Linked DNA regions of Mus musculus: region 2 is linked to region 1. A link is a contact called in public HiChIP or PLAC-seq data. All regions are on one chromosome and are shown on one strand. Each heading gives the region's core, a stretch centred on a gene start, on an enhancer-like site or on the middle of the called end of the contact. The rest is flanking DNA. Distances are from core to core; before and after follow the strand shown. Region 1 overlaps Adamts14 (a disintegrin-like and metallopeptidase (reprolysin type) with thrombospondin type 1 motif, 14). Region 2 holds the start of Prf1 (perforin 1 (pore forming protein)).

What was found. HiChIP or PLAC-seq counts read pairs in DNA pulled down with a chosen protein or histone mark.
Region 2: a contact with region 1 is called in a CTCF HiChIP or PLAC-seq map of the NIH/3T3 cell line, with 12 read pairs. The contact joins the promoter of Prf1 here to the enhancer-like site in region 1. A contact is called at or near these places in 3 of 39 promoter capture datasets (3T3-L1-derived adipocytes, cranial neural crest and frontonasal cranial neural crest), 1 of 15 datasets of contacts at CTCF or cohesin (the NIH/3T3 cell line), 1 of 484 Hi-C or Micro-C datasets (natural killer cells), 1 of 115 datasets of contacts at active chromatin or transcription factors (embryonic stem cells) and 3 of 9 other capture datasets (adipose tissue, liver and pancreatic islet).

The regions. Positions count from the first base shown.
Region 1 is chr10:61,257,049-61,260,255 of GRCm38.p6, reverse strand. The region is part of intron 2 of Adamts14 (a disintegrin-like and metallopeptidase (reprolysin type) with thrombospondin type 1 motif, 14); the gene reads left to right. Among named protein-coding and RNA genes, the nearest start is that of Adamts14, 15 kb to the left of the region's middle. Within about 2 kb of position 1,920, at least 9 of the 459 cell types and tissues checked have an H3K27ac peak or open chromatin away from gene starts, as enhancers often do. A contact at or near this core is called in the NIH/3T3 cell line, where this site is marked.
Region 2 is chr10:61,296,391-61,299,573 of GRCm38.p6, reverse strand. It overlaps Prf1 (perforin 1 (pore forming protein)), which reads right to left and starts at 1,738. Exons shown (of 3, transcript NM_011073.3): 1 at 1,720-1,738.

The DNA of each region.
Region 1 (3,207 bases), core at 671-3,170:
GGAGCTGGAGTTAGAAGCAATTGGGAACTGCCTGAGGTGGGTGCTAGGAATTGAACCCAGGTCCTCTGCAAGAACAATACATGTTCTTAACCACTGAGCCATCTCTCCAGCCCTATCTTTTTTTTTTTCTTTTTACCTTGATTTTTCCCAGACATGTTGTCACTGCCACGAAAGGCTGATGGACAACAGTTTCCTTCTACAAATTGCCTTAGAGGAGGGGAGTTGTAGAATTCCAGTCAGAACAGGATTGCCTTGTGAGATAAAGAAACCATAGAAAAGTCAGAAAACATAGCGTTTTTAGAGAAAGGCATCATACTTGATTAAAGCTACCCTCAGCCAGTCTCCTATGCTTGGTAGGAACTTTTCCTACCTGGTGGGATTTTTCCCCCTCTTCTTGGGAAAGTCTTCCCATTTACAGGTCCATCTACCTAGAGGACCTGAGCAGGTGAAAGCCAGGGCCACGAATCAGGGTCAAACCTTTCTGGGGTTCAGGTTCAAGACTGGTGACTTCTCTCTCTCTCTCTCTCTCTCTCTCTCTCTCTCTCTCTCTCTCTCTCTCTCTCTCCCCCTCCCTCCCTCCCTCCCTCTTTCTTTCTTTCTTTCTTTCTTTCTTTCTTTCTTTCTTTCGTTCTTTCTTTCGTTCTCTCTCTCTCTCTCTCTCTCTCTCCCCCTCCCTCCCTCCCTCCCTCCCTCCCTCCCTCTTTCTTTCTTTCTTTCTTTCTTTCTTTCTTTCTTTCTTTCGTTCTTTCTTTCGTTCTTTCTTTCGTTCTTTCTTTCGTTCTCTCTCTCTCTCTCTCTCTCTCTCTCTCTCTCTCTCTCTCTCTCTGAGACAGGGTTTCTCTGTGTAGCCCTGACTGTCCTGGAACTCACTCTGTAGACCATCTCTCTCTCTCTCTCTCTCTGAGACAGGGTTTCTCTGTGTAGCCCTGACTGTCCTGGAACTCACTCTGTAGACCAGGCTGGCCTCGAATTCAGAAATCTGCCTGCCTCTGCCTCCCAAGTGCTGGGATTAAAGGCGTGCACCACCGCCACCCTGCCAAGACTAGTGCTCCCATCCCTGGGTCCAGCAGCCTGTTTCTGAGCCTCAGGCTCTAAAACAATGGTTGTCAACCCGTGGGGTGTGTCCCCTTTGGTGGGGTCAAATGACCCTTTTACACATGTCGCCTAAGACCATGTACATATCAGATATTTACAATATGATTCATAACAGGAAGATTACAGTTATGAAGTAGCAACAAAAATAATTTTATGGTTGGGGGGGGGGTCACCACAACGTGAACTGTATTAAAAGGTTATAGCATTAGGAAGGATGAGAACCACCGCTCTAAAACATAATTTGAGTGTTGTTAATGACAATCTCAACAGCAGCTAGAGATGCCACACGTCTGCCGCTGGAAGGCAGAAATGATGTCCGGATGTCGCATGTGCATTACTCCTAACCAGACAGGTGCCCAGGAATGTCGTGTCAGATTACCTGAATGAGCAACAGGGTCAGGATTTAAATCTGGAACCCACTGAACTTAGGGTCTCTGCATTTCTTCATATCACCCACAATATTGCTGCAGATGGGCTAGGTTCAGCCCCTCTCAGAGCCTAGAGATGTCCTGACCCTCAGAACAGATACTCAGTGGTCCTTGCAGGTACCAGCCCCCCCCCCCCCTATTGGAGGCTCTGGATTCCTGCTGTTTCTTCCAGCCTTTGAGCTGTCCTGGGAGTTCTCAGCTGCTGAGGTGGAGAATCCTAGGGCTCACCCTTTGGTCCTGTAAGACCCCTGTGCTCCTGCTTGCCCTTCAAGGCTGCAGCGCTGTCTGAATTGCCTGCAGCCATTTCTGGGCTCTGCCTGAGTCCTTGACCACCCTTGTCTCCAGCAGATCTCCCTCAGCTGGGGCCTCACAGCATCCCCAGGCTTTCTTCTGAGCCATGCTGACTCACACTTGTGAGGAAATAGGCAGCTTGGTTGCTGTGAGAGTAGCTCCCCCTCACTCCTCCTTTTGTCTCCCCTAGTACTCAGTTGCCTTACTGAGATGTGATAACCAAGTAGCATGCAATGCACTCATTCAAAGCACATAGTTCAGTGGATTTTATCTTATTTTTCTTTCCCTTTTTTCTTTTCTCTCTCTTCCTTCCTTCCTTCCTTCCTTCCTTCCTTCCTTCCTTCCTTCCTTCCTTTCTTTCTTTCTTTCTTTCTTTCTTTCTTTCTTTCTTTCTTTCTTTCTTTCTTTCTTTCTTTCCTTCTTTTTACCTTCCTTTCTGTTTTTGAAGGTGGGGGAGGGTGTTAGATTTTTGAGACAGGGTTTCTCTGTGTAGCCCTGGCTGTCCTGGAACTCACTCTATAGACCAGGCTGGCCTCGAACTCAGAGCTTCGCTTGCCTCTGTCTCCTGAGGACTGCGATTATAGTTGTGTGCCAGCCACACCTGGGTTTTGAGTGGACTGTTAGTGGATAACCATAGATACGTGCAGCTGTCTCCACAGTCAGCATGAGGTTTCTGTCAGTTCACAGAGAAATGGCTGTCCCTTACCTCTTGCCCCAGAGCAATCCCTTCTTACTGCTGCCCTGTGGCCACTCAACTGCTTTCTCTGTGCATTTTCCCAATGATCACTGAGTGTCTGTTCCAGGGTGCTCACAGAACACATCCTCTTTTGTATCTGGCTTCTTTCACTTGGTGCAGTGTTGCTAGGCTCATCTTCCCTGTGGCATGCACTGGTCCTTCACTCGTTTTTATTAGCTAGACGATCCATTGTGTGGATGTGTCCTATGAGGCTGATAGGCACTCTGGGCTCCCTGAACTTTCTGATCGATGTGAACAGTACTTTCATGAACACTGATACTCAGTGATTTTTCTGCTTGCTATGACAAGATGCCTGGCAAGAACAACTTAAGGAAGGGAGGGAGGATTGGTTTGGGACTCCAGGGTTTACAAAGAGGGACAGCCCATCATGGCGGGGAGGCATGGCCGCAGGCACGTGAGGCAGCTGGCCACACTGTGTCTTTGTGGAGGTAGCAGGAGAGGGGAATGCTGGGACTCAGCTTGCTTCTCCTTTTTTCCCCCCTTTTGATTAGGGCCACAGAATGATGCTGTCCACAATCAGGATGGCTCACCCTGCCTTGGTTAGACCTTTTGGGAAATGCCTTCCCAGACAAGCCCAGAAGTGTGTCTCCTAGGTGGCTCCGAATGCCGTCAAGTTCGCAACGGAGGCTAACAGTC
Region 2 (3,183 bases), core at 489-2,988, 40 kb before region 1:
TATATCCTTCATCCCCCAGAGTCTTACGCACTGTAGGCAAGTGTTCCACCACTGAGCCACACCCTACTCCTCATCTACCTATCATCTATCTATCAATCATCTATCTATCTATCTATCTATCTATCTATCTATCTATCTACCTATCTATCATCTATCTGTCTATCTATCATCTATCTGTCTGTCTATCTATCTATCTATCTATCTATCTGTCTGTCTGTCTATCTATCATCTATCTGTCTATCTACCTATCTATCTATCATCTATCTGTCTATCTATCATCTATCTATCTGTCTGTCTGTCTGTCTATCTATCTATCTGTCTGTCTGTCTGTCTGTCTATCTATCTTGAGACAAGGTATCATTGCTCAGGATAGCTTTGAAGTGATTCTGTTGCCAAGCCTTGAACATGTGGAGGAGCTACGATCTCAATCCTGTGGCACCAGGCATAGCTCCGAGCTGATTCTTACTTAATCTCCATCTCTAATTCCAGCAGTGACTTCTGCCTCTCCCTTTCAGATGCTAGGAGACAGTGAGCTCCCTGCATATCCCCCGTGGCTGCTCTGAGCCTCCTGCAAGGGCATCAGCCTCAACTCTACAATGGACAAAGGCTGTCCTGTATCTGTGCTGTTGGCTCTAGTGTGGGGGACCTTTAAGTGCGCCCTTGCAAGCCCTTTTGCTCACTGCTCAGGTTTTCTGTCTTGACATTCCCTGCCGAATACTTCACACTATGGCAGGACAGGTATCTACCTGTCGCCTGCTAGTGGGCAGCAATTCATTGATCTTCCTTGCCACAGGGTCCCAGTTTTTGAATCTCCCTCTATCTCCTCTCTGTCTCAGCGTTTCTCCACCTGTGGATTGCAGCCATAGGAAAACACACATTTCTGATGGTCCTGGGAACCCCCAACCATAAATTTATTTTCATGACTTCATGACTGTAATTTTGCTATCTTGCGTTTTCTAAGACCATCCATTGGAAATAGGTGGGTTTTTTTCCCCCAGTGGACACAACCCACGGATGGAGAACTGGCTCCTTCTAAGACCCTCAGAGGTGTTTGTTTGTTTGTTTGTTTGTTTTTCTCCTCTCCCTGAAGGGTCTTAAGTGAGGGAGTGGGGTGAGCAGAGGTCTTCCTCATATCTAGCTGCAGCCTTCCATGTTCTACCTAAAGCAGTGAGCTGGAGGCAGAATTCAGGTGATGTGTGAGGCTGGGAGATAAACAAGCTGGGGAGAATCCTGTCAAGCTTTCTGGTCAACCTGCTTAAGAGACCAACACATTGGTGACTTTGATCAATGGACATCAGTCCCCTTCTGGCCTTCATTATATTGTCAGGGAGTTTATTTACAGATCTTGGATTCTTCCTCCTTTTCCCTCCCCTCCCTTTCCTTCCTCTCCTGTCCTCTCCCCTCACCTCCCCTTCCTTACACCTTTCGAGATGGGGTTTACCCCGTTCCCTGATGGTATAGTCATATATGTGCTCCATACTTGGCTCATTTCCATTCTTTACGAACTCTAACTGCCAAAACTTCTGGAAATAGTCTTGGAAACTGTGGACAGTTGTCACTGACACATGAACCCCCGAGTTGTCACCAACCCAATGAAGGAATGAGGGATGAGCTTGAAGGCTGGCTACTAGCATTTCTGGTTCCTCCTGGCTATACCTTCCAACTCTCTTTCCCCAGGGTATCTCAACCTCCCTGCTTCCTACCCTTCCTCCTCCTTACCTGAAGTCCCACCAAGACGCCACTGAAGCCCAGGGGGACACCTGCGTTGTCAATGGAGGCTTTTAAAATGCTGCGATCTATCCCCAGGCAGGCCCACCCTGGCCAACGTCATATCATTACTACTTCCTGCCCTGCCCCCAGAGTGTGGTCACAGGTTCCCACCAGCACCCACCCTGTTGTCACCTCCTCATCCGGCTTGTGACAGCCTTCAGGAAGTCAGCTGTGAAGGCCAGGGGCTCATCTGCCAAGCAGAGCAGCAGTTGGGGTGCGGGACTCTGGTGTGGACCAGCAGGCCAACTGACTGCTCCCTGCTTCTGAGTTGAGTGTTTGGGATGGGATGCGCTGTCAGGAAGAGTTGCTGAAGAGTGGCCTGGGCTTGAGTGGCTGGGCAAGGGGTTTCAGCCGCTTCACATCTCAGCTCCTCATTCAAAAGTGTGGCTAATCACAGTGTCCCATGAGAGGGGACATGAAGACATGGTGCAGTGCTTAGGACTAGACACGATCTTTACTCATTCTCAATACATGTGACTGTTCCCTCCTCCCTGGGAGTGGGGAGAGATACTCAAAGCTGGTACCCACTTCCTGTCCATACCTACATCCCAGCTGAACCTCAGGTTTGAGCAGGCTAGTACTGTGGAAAGACAGTTGGCCACTCTGTTCTGCCTGAGGTTACTGTGGGAGGTTTCCATGGGCAGAGTGACTCATGGATACCTACTGGGGGCTTAAAAAAAAAAATTGTGCTGGTTATGAGGTGGGTAAAACCATGCAGGGTGGGGGTAGTTCTCAACACCCCTAAGTGAGTACATGATGGGAATAAGTAGCCACAGACCCCAGGCCACATGGTCACATCTCACCCGGGCTTGTGCCACCTTTCTCAGAACCCGGCCTCCTCTTCTGTTACTGCAGAAACTGCAGTTGCCCTGTGGCCCCACGTTGGCACTCTGCCTGGGTGGTCTGACTGCGATGCCAAAGCTCAGAGACATTCAGTCCTTAGCCATGCTGGAAGAACAAGGTACAGGCTGCAGAAACCTGCAAAAAGCCTTCGGGAAAAGAGTCGAGAATCTAAACAGGCTCCAGTCCCGCTACATCAGAAACACACTTTTAACAGCTTTTTTTTTTAAAGCTCCTTTGTAGTCCTGAATTTGATGTATGAAGTCAGAGGGAGGAGCCTGGGGATGTAGCTCAGGGTATCACACTTGCCTAGCATATGAAAGGCCCTGCATTTCACATTCAGTACTATAATCAGTGTCCCAATTCTTGTCGAGATCACCACCATCAACACCATTATATCAACATGATCATTATCACATTGACGGCCAGCATCACCATCATCCGACCCATCTTCCTCACTTCACCAGTATCTTCACCATCATCAGATCGTTGACATTGCCATCCCATAGTACCGGCACCTCTATCACTATCAGATTATCATCACCTGGCATCATCACTATCGCCATCTCCATC